Regions from separate parts of the Danio rerio genome. Here region 2 is linked to region 1. A link is a contact called in public HiCAR-type data. All regions are on one chromosome and are shown on one strand. Each heading gives the region's core, a stretch centred on a gene start, on an enhancer-like site or on the middle of the called end of the contact. The rest is flanking DNA. Distances are from core to core; before and after follow the strand shown. Region 1 overlaps tmem229b (transmembrane protein 229B). Region 2 overlaps LOC103909058 (a long non-coding RNA gene).

What was found. HiCAR-type assays count read pairs that join an accessible place to other places.
Region 2: a HiCAR-type map of caudal fin shows a contact between it and region 1, with 9 times the contacts expected there. The contact joins two enhancer-like sites. A contact is called at or near these places in 1 of 18 Hi-C or Micro-C datasets (embryo) and 1 of 4 datasets of contacts at active chromatin or transcription factors (caudal fin).

Annotation. Positions count from the first base shown.
Region 1 is chr17:39,515,440-39,520,176 of GRCz12tu, forward strand. It overlaps tmem229b (transmembrane protein 229B), which reads left to right. Exons shown (of 3, transcript NM_001076673.2): 3 at 382-1,581. The coding sequence starts at 424. The coding sequence ends at 993. Among named protein-coding and RNA genes, the nearest start is that of tmem229b, 26 kb to the left of the region's middle. Within about 2 kb of position 1,267, at least 3 of the 62 cell types and tissues checked have an H3K27ac peak or open chromatin away from gene starts, as enhancers often do. A contact at or near this core is called in caudal fin, where this site is marked.
Region 2 is chr17:39,773,748-39,778,251 of GRCz12tu, forward strand. The region is part of intron 2 of LOC103909058 (a long non-coding RNA gene); the gene reads left to right. Among named protein-coding and RNA genes, the nearest start is that of plekhh1, 24 kb to the right of the region's middle. Within about 2 kb of position 2,919, at least 23 of the 62 cell types and tissues checked have an H3K27ac peak or open chromatin away from gene starts, as enhancers often do. A contact at or near this core is called in caudal fin, where this site is marked.

The DNA of each region.
Region 1 (4,737 bases), core at 17-2,516:
CAGTTTTTTTTTTTGTTGTTGTTTTTTACCCACGTCACCTCACACTTTATTAAACCTACAATTACGGTATTTATCAAAAAACCATAATCACCACACACCACTAGTAGAATTCACTACTATCTTGTGTGTTGCCGCTAGTCATTTTTCAGCTTGTCATCATGCTATTTTCCAGCAGCTCCACAGTCAATAGTCAAGATTTGTGGCTCAGATGATTGTCTCCAAAAATGCAGCTCTTTTACATACTCTTAAAAATACTGTACTTCAGCATGCAGTACACAACACAGAATGCACTTTGCTAGTAGTATTCAGTTCCGAACATAGCTCTTGTATACAGCGCATGCAGATTTGTAACACTGTTGTTGTTTTTTTAACTTCCTCAAGCCTAAAATCTCCACACATCAAAACAAAATCAAGATGGTCACAATGGCAACAACAGTAACCCCCGAGCCCCTCACAGCCCTCTCTCGGTGGTACCTCTACGCCATCCACGGCTACTTCTGTGAAGTCATGTTCACGGCCGCCTGGGAGTTCGTAGTGAACTGTAACTGGAAGTTTCCTGGCGTGACCAGCGTGTGGGCGCTCTTCATCTACGGGACCTGCATCCTTATCGTAGAGCGCATGTATCTATGTCTGAAGGACCGCTGTAACGTGCTGCTCCGCTGCATCATTTATACACTCTGGACCTATTTCTGGGAGTTTGGCACTGGTTTTCTGCTACGCCAGTTTAATGCCTGTCCGTGGGACTACTCAGAGTTTAAATATAACTTCATGGGCCTGATCACGGCTGAGTACGCAGTGCCGTGGTTCTGTGCCTCTTTTATCGTTGAGCGTTTAGTGATACGCAACACACTGCGGTTGCGATTTGATGAGGTTGCTGAATCGGGCCAGGCTGAAGAACGATTGGATAGAGGCGGAGGAGGAAGAGGAGGACGAAGAGGAAGAGGAGCCAGAGCCGGAGCCACCAGCGCAAACGGCTATGTGAAAGTGGATTGAGGATGCTATCGACACCTTCCTTTTCCCACAATACTCGAAAGCACCCATCACCCATGACTTAATCCACACATCTCTCAGTCTCTCTCCCACCTACTTCAAGGGAAAGAGCCGCCCGGACACAGTTGGAACTTTCTGATTTAATATATCGTCCAGCTGGCGTTCTTCGCACACATGGAAGGACTTTCATTTGTCAGCTCGGTGCTCAACGCTACCCTCGCTTCAGGTACGTAGGAGTGGTGCCCGGTGGATAAATGAGAGAGAATGAACCCTCCAGCCTCCTCCCAAACCAGTCCATCCACTCCAGACGCTCTCTGGGAGGGGACAAGCCAAATGGCTTGTGTTCCCTCAACCAAACAAATGTGAAAAACAGGAACGCAGACACATCACGAAAAGATATATCTATCAAATGCTTTAACAAAAAGAAAAGAAAGGAAAGTCCTTTCAGATTATAAAGAGTTTCCATTATGTATGTATATGTAGTAGCAAATAACTGTTAGGATAAGCTTACCATCTGAATGCTAGTATGTGCTATTTATTAATATCTTAAATTAGTTAAGATGTCACGATAATATATTGATAAAAAAAAAATATATATATATACACTGTATAACCTGAAAGCAATGCCTTGTACTTGAATTTGGTGTTTTTATAATTATTCGAAAAACAAATCAGTGCTTGGACGTGCATGAAAGTTGTCTTCCAGGATATTTTTTCCATTTAATTTATCAAGAGTGATGTTGCATACAAATTAATTTCTTCCATTTTTTAAAATGTATTTATTTTTCTCATCGAGATGAACACATACATGAGTACTATATTGTTTTCGCACTAGTGTTCAGTGGTGGAACCATAAAACATCACAATATCCCATCTTTTCACTGGAGAGAATGTGTTGTTGATGCTAATTGGTGCTAGATTCTCATCGAATCGTTTTGAGGGATCCGATGATGGGCACAAAACGTATCTAGTTCACTGACCTCAGGTATGTCAATATTAATGATTTCACCTCAGTCTCTGGTTTGCCATGAAATAGTCAAAACAATATTCTGGTGAATTATTTTAAATGCCAACATCACCTTGATGTGTTACCCGCATGGCTACAGTTTCAGGTAATAGATTTGCCAGAAAGCTTTGTTGAGCAACTGTATTGGTTCTGTTGTAACCAACTAAACAAACCTGTATTAAAATCACCAATTTCTGAATGGAACTCTTGTCCAAATTTCCCCTCAATGTTATGCTGTGGACTATATATCACTGTTATTATTACATATATTAGAATGTAACTGTTAGTCTCATACCATACACATTATACATGTCATTTTCATAGATCTGATGCTGTTGTGCAGCTGTTGTTCATTGTAATGTCATAGCATTTTGCATGTTTGTCTCTTTGACATGCTATATTATTGTCCAAGTTATAAATTTTAAATGATTATCAAGTGCTGACAGACAACAATATTCTATTCCCTTGAAATTTTGTAAGTGGTACCACTGTCATTGTTCATGCATAATAATCAGCCGCCATAATACATATAGATGTGTGTTATCCCTGATCTGAGCACTCCTCAATGCCGTGCACGTGTATGTTCACCTCTGTGTATACAGTTGTGCATTCAGGCAATAGTTTGATGTGCAGAAGCAAAGCAGTAAGTGCTATTTGAATTTCAAATGTGCGATTTACAGCAAGCAACACCATGCAACTCACACTTCTATACATCTGACAGTTTTTTTTTTCTCTCGGTTCATTAAAACTGTGATATTTTCGCATACACATTCTACAAGTGATCCTGTGCAGTAAGATTGCATTGACTAAATATATTGGCAGTTTCCTTTAATCTTTTAAACGTTTATTTATGAGCTTTTTGCATTTTATAAAACTAAAAAAATATAAAGAAGAGAAAAAAAAAACAATGCAATACAATAATAACACATTAAGTGAGTGCAGCCCATTTTAAAGATGAATATTTGTATCCATTTCCCAGTCAATATAGGCAATGTATTTTGGTCCATTTAAACAAAACAGATTTATTAAACAGATATATTTATGAAAATACAATTTTAATCATCAAACATATTTAGAAATTGACAGATTATACATTTAAATTCAAGCAAAACATTCAAAATAAAAATAAATAAAATCAATAAATAAATTACAGCCTAAAAATTTCAACTAAATTTTCCCATTTGTTTGTTTCTCTTGTATTTAATATATTTCTCTAACATAAAAAATTTGGAGTACTAGTTTTTGGACTGTTATCTTTAGTTATTTTGTTATATGACCTCCAGATTTGGTTTCAGTTCTGACTAATGTATATGCACAAATATAATATTGTATAACTTTATATTAAAAGTATTCATTTAAAAGATAAATTTGTGAGGGGTGGACTTATAAATGCTGAGCACTGTACAATACATAAAAACACCAACTTATGACAGAACACAGAGGGACTAATGCACATGAAAGCAAAATAGATTATAGCTGGTCAGGTAATGCATAAATAAAAATAATTATAAAGTAACATTGTTCTTATATTACCAGAAAAATGTGTTGTCTTGACTATAGGTTTACTGTCAAATTATAGTTTGGGCACTTTATTAAAATCATTATAGATTATGAATATGAAATGGTGAATATCAATTGCACCCAATCTTTAATTACTGACAGGGGTCATTGTTTATGCTTGCATTTCTTCCAATGCATTAAGGTATTTTAATATCTGTCCCCATGTTTTATCAAATATTTCCAATTTATCATTATTGATTTACCTCAAACACTCCAAAGCAAGCCACTTACGAACTTTAGGTACAGATTCAGTTTTCCACATTCGCAAAATAACTCTTTTTTACGACATACCAAATATTATGGCTTGTCTTTAATATTTATAAAACATCTCTAAGTTACTAAATATCCCAAGAACAGCTATAAGTGGACATAGTTTAAGATTTTTTTTTTTTTGAGGGCTTTAGAAAAACATTTAAATATATTTTCCCAAAATTCTTGTAATTTAGTACTACTGTACTTCTGTATAACTACTTTAGTACTGTATAAGTGAATTGGGTAAGCTAAAATTGTCCTTATTGTTTGAGTGTGAATGAGTGTGCATGGGTGTTTCCCAGTGATGGGTTGCAGCTGGAAGGGCATCCGCTACGTAAAACATATGCTGGATAAGTTGACGGTTCATTTCACTGTGGTGTCCCCAGTTTAATTAAGGTACTAAGCTGAAAAGAAAATGATTGAATGAATATGTCTTGCGTTAAATGAACCTGCATGTATATTCTCAAGGCCTTTTTCCCAACTCTCCGAATCGATCTCTAACCTTGAGCTGACATTTTAACAATAAAGCCAAAAAACACGGCATCCTCCAGGGGATAAAATGTACATTCAAAAATGTTCAAATTCTGAACTAATATAGACGTTTTTTGAATGTCTTTGAGAAATCAGCACCATTAGTAATGTATTTTACAACAATAAACGGTTACTTTACAATAAAGTTATGGACTAACTATGAACAATGCTTACATGTTCAACACCTACTAATGCAATATTAACATCCAAATTCATGCGTGGTAACATTAGTTACCATGAGTTAACATGAACTAATGATAAACAACTCTATTTTCACTAACATGAACAAATACTGTAATAAATGTATTGTTCAATGTTAGTTCATGTTAGTAAATGCATTAACTAACATGAACTAATACAACAGTATTGTAGTGTTACCAGATAACTCACAACCCATA
Region 2 (4,504 bases), core at 1,669-4,168, 260 kb after region 1:
ATAAAGAACAAAAATATGAGAACCAAACGGAATGACATTGTTTACAGAACAATTTACAGAAATCAGCCGTCAGTCCGTTTTAGACACTTTTGGGATGAAATACTTTTTATTCACTGCATTTATGTTTTTATTTCAGGGACAGATAATGCAGGTTTCTGATAGAATGTCCCGTAAATAAATGGCCCTCTATTTCCGGCCGAATCCCACTGAAGGTATTCTGCACACATGTAGGCACACTCAAGCACCCAGGGGAAGTGAAGCGCATAAAAGGGCCAGTGGCTAAATAGGAGACCGTAGTGTAACACCCATCTGAACATAAACAGGGGGATCTCCTTACAGAACAGACCACATCTAACAGCACTGGGAAAGGTGGATGAGGTCAGGACACTTCTCATTGGTGGAAATGCAGGGGGGGGGGGGGGGGGGGGGGGGGGGTCATTAATTACTGTAATTACAACCAAAAGCCTTTTCACTCTCTTATTCAAACAGTGAAAAAGGAAGGTGGGGTTGCTTGTCTATTACTCAATGGAGCACACACACATTCTCATGGCACACGCACACATATGCCAACATGCACACACACGGCATACACACAAGCACAGGCATGCAGATGTATGGACAGGCATTGGCTTGTTGTTGACACACTTGACGACAGCCTCAAACACACACACACACACACACACATGTATGTACTAATGCACACAAATACACACGCCACACACAGTGGAGTGCTGCAGAATCCCATTTTGCTGTTTTTTTTCTTAAAGCCTCATTTCCTTCATCAGTATGAGTGATGTGGTTAGTGTCGGGGAGCAAAACTGATGTATGGAGTCTGAGTCTGCTTGTCTTCTACTTGTTGTTTGTTTTTCTGTCTTGCTCTGTCCCCTCATGGTCTTCACCAAAGCCCAGTACACATTTTTATCAAGCTTTGCATGGTAGAATCTCCCTGAATGGTGGACATTTTTGTGTAAACAGACAGTAAATGGCTTTGATATTATATAATTCAAGACTGTACAGTATTGCAAATTGCAGTTTAATTATATATATATATATATATATATATATATATATATATATATATATATATATATATATATATATATATATATATATATATCCACCCTGCTGCTGATAAAAGCATGAACATCTCTAAGTCCTCACTGGAAACAAAGCATCTAATTCTTGCAATGTTTTTTGAGATGATGGTATGCTGACTTAGTTACTGCTTTGATGTGACTATTGAAACTCAGTCATGTCAAAGCAGTAACTCTACAGTGGAGTTCAATGCTTTATACATTAGTCAAGTAGAATCTTCCTTTGCCTTGATTTACTCACAAAAGCCTCTGCATTGTCCTCTATCCCACTTTTTAAAAACTTTTTTTTATCACTCTTACTGTCTTCTCAGATGGGATGGCAGGCCAAATCAAAGGTTACCATGGGCCAATTTTGGCCTGCGGGCCCTAGGCATCTCTGCTCCAAAGCAATCATGTCACAAAGTGTGACTCTCCACCACTAGTTCTAGAAACTGTGAAAAAGTTCCATCAGTGCGAAAGGGTTCCACCAGTGCCTCTTGTTAGTGTTTCTGACTCACATTTTGGAATCAAGTGAAACCAGGGGGGTTGTATTAGCTTTTAAAGTATGGACAGAACTTGTTTGGTTTACATCATGTATGTGTAAACAAGAAACAATGTTCCATCTTAAGACCTTTGCTGTTCTCTTTCATTATACAAGGTGATACCAAATAAATTAATGTGTGTATTCAGTGCCAATATGCTAGAGGTAAAGTGTGCCAACAAATAGTACTGGTGTGTTCATGGCGAAATGAGTTTAATTCCCGGCTCAAGGTGCTTTGCCGTTCATTCCTTCCTTTTTTCTCCCTATGTATTTGTCTTAACTTCACTGTACTATATAATAAAGGTAAAAAATATAATTATAAAATATATTATAGTTTTTTTTATAGTTTTTATAATTATAATAAACTAAATATAACAAAAAATGTATGTGTTTACAGTATAATCTAAATTTTTATAGTGGATTATTTGAAGGTGCTACTACATAAAATTATAATATAACTTTTATGACAAAAAAGGGTTCTGTAACAAAGTTTTCTTCCTTATTCTAACCTTAAAGACTGAGTGTTCTCTCGTTTTACCCCCACTTTTGTCATCCATAGTTTGCTAGCTGGAGGTGTTAAACCTTGTAAATCTTGTTTGTGACAATTATTGTAAAATGTGCTTTAGGGAAAAAAAAATACTGAACTGAAAGCCATTGGGACTTTTTTACCCATTCAATACTTGGAAAATCAATTACAGGTAAAGGTTGAAATCATGTTTGTTTGTTTTTTTTTTTTGTTTTGTTTTTTTACATACATCCTCATTCTGACAGAGATATGCATCTAGTCACCTCTTCACACAGTGCCGGACTGCAATAACCTTGAGACTTTAAGATCACCTACTGAGCAGCATTCCAATATGTCTCTACCTGTCATTTACAACAACTCAGAGCCGTTCTAGTTTAGAGTATGCTTCAGTAATCAAAAATCACATAGGTAAGCATTTCATGTTCTCAGTGCAATTATGCCTGAATGTGATTACATAAATTTGAGATGTCCAACTAAACACGTCACAAAGGCACCACCTTGTCTCATTATTTGTATTGTGCAAGGTACACTTGAGATTATATTTCACTCTAAACCAACCACAAAACTCTGCAGATGCTAATTTTGCCCTTTGCTAATGGAACAGCTAATCCTGGAGCAGTGAGTCCACATGTTTATGTGCTTTCTAAACTGATTCCCTTGTGCCTGGGTTTGATTCACAAGATCCCTGGTTAGATAGTAAGACTGTTTATCATTATCAAGTCATTGAGTGTGTTGTTGAGTTGTGGTTAGCATTACAACACTGTTGAAAGTTAACCCATTACAAGCTGAACGTTTGCAGGCTAGTGTGTCAAAGAACATAGAGCTTAGATGGCACCTGCTGGACACAATCAGAACTGCTGTTAAAAATTCTACATTGCCTTTTTTCATTTAGCCTACCTGTAATCGTTGATAAAACGGTAACGAAAAATGGCGGGAAACTCCTCAAACAACTCCAGAATAGCCTAATAGTTATACATGGATAGTTTTATTGAAGATAAAATGTGCAGTTTAGTAGGCAAGCTGAAGATCACTCAGCATATTTTTTACTCAGAAATAGTAAACTTGGTCTATATATAAACTCATAATTTATTTGTATATACTCGTGATACAAATAAACTACACTGTAATATCACTAATCAAGGATGTAATGAACTTTTACAGGCAAAATACTGTATAATAAGTACTTTAGGTTGTTCCAATTTGCACATGAAACTACAACAAATAGACTAAAGCTTATGAGTTACTAGTTTAAGGACAAATGTGCCTTGCACCAAATTAGGTATTGCGAAAAAAGATTAGTTAGCAAAGTTAACTAATCATTATTTGAAGGCTATGCTGCCTGCAAGAACACCTGTATACTGTAAAACCTGAACAGTGAAAAATCACTAAATGAAATAAGCTGGTTTAACTGATAATTTTAAAAAATTGACTAAAATTTGACTAAATGAAAAAGAGTTATGGTAACTCATAAACGGATTACATTAAATAGAACTCATGCCTAATGAGTTATGAATTGATTTATTATATATTTTTGTTTGTGTTAACTCTAATGCTAGAAGCAATACCAAACCATTTGAGTGGCTATATAGTTGTTTGGACTTCTATTAACTGAACTTATATCGATTTGACTGTGAACTTAACTGAACTTAAAATGTTTAAATTACTACTACTCTTAATATTTGAAATCAACCCATATATATTATAGTACCAGTTTGCAAAACTTAAATGGTTAACCGCAGTTGGATTCCTCAAAAAGTAATTGGGTTTTACAATGCAGTAGCATATTTGTTTTTCCACAAAGAAAAACTGTTAAATTAGGGCAGCTTTTATGAATAAAAAATTTAGAAATACATTATTGGAGTACATCTCAAGACAAAACAAATGCACTGATGTATTTCAATATTTATCACTGCAAGTTCATTTTGGTTTAGACAGCTCAAACATCCAGTTTAGTCTCGGAATAGCCTTAAGCCTTATCTCTGAAATGATGATTATGAAGATGAATATTTAATATATGTGAAAAAAATAGGTCACTCAGCATAGAGTTTTGATTAAGAATATGTCAATGAACAGGGATAGGCCAAATACACTAAAACGTCAAGTATACTGATTGTAATATTAAGTATATTTCAGAGAAGAACATAAAAAGTAAACTGAACATACAAATAAAAAAATATATATTTAAAAGAAGTATTCTAATAGTAAACTAGAATAAAGGTCATTTTAATAGGAGCACTGTTGTTATTTAAATCTTTTATTAAATACTGTGTAAACACATATGTACAGTATGTACTTTGACCTTTTATGTGCACAGTAGTTTTTCTCTTGTTACAAAGATAAATAGTGTCCCGCGCCCATACGCTT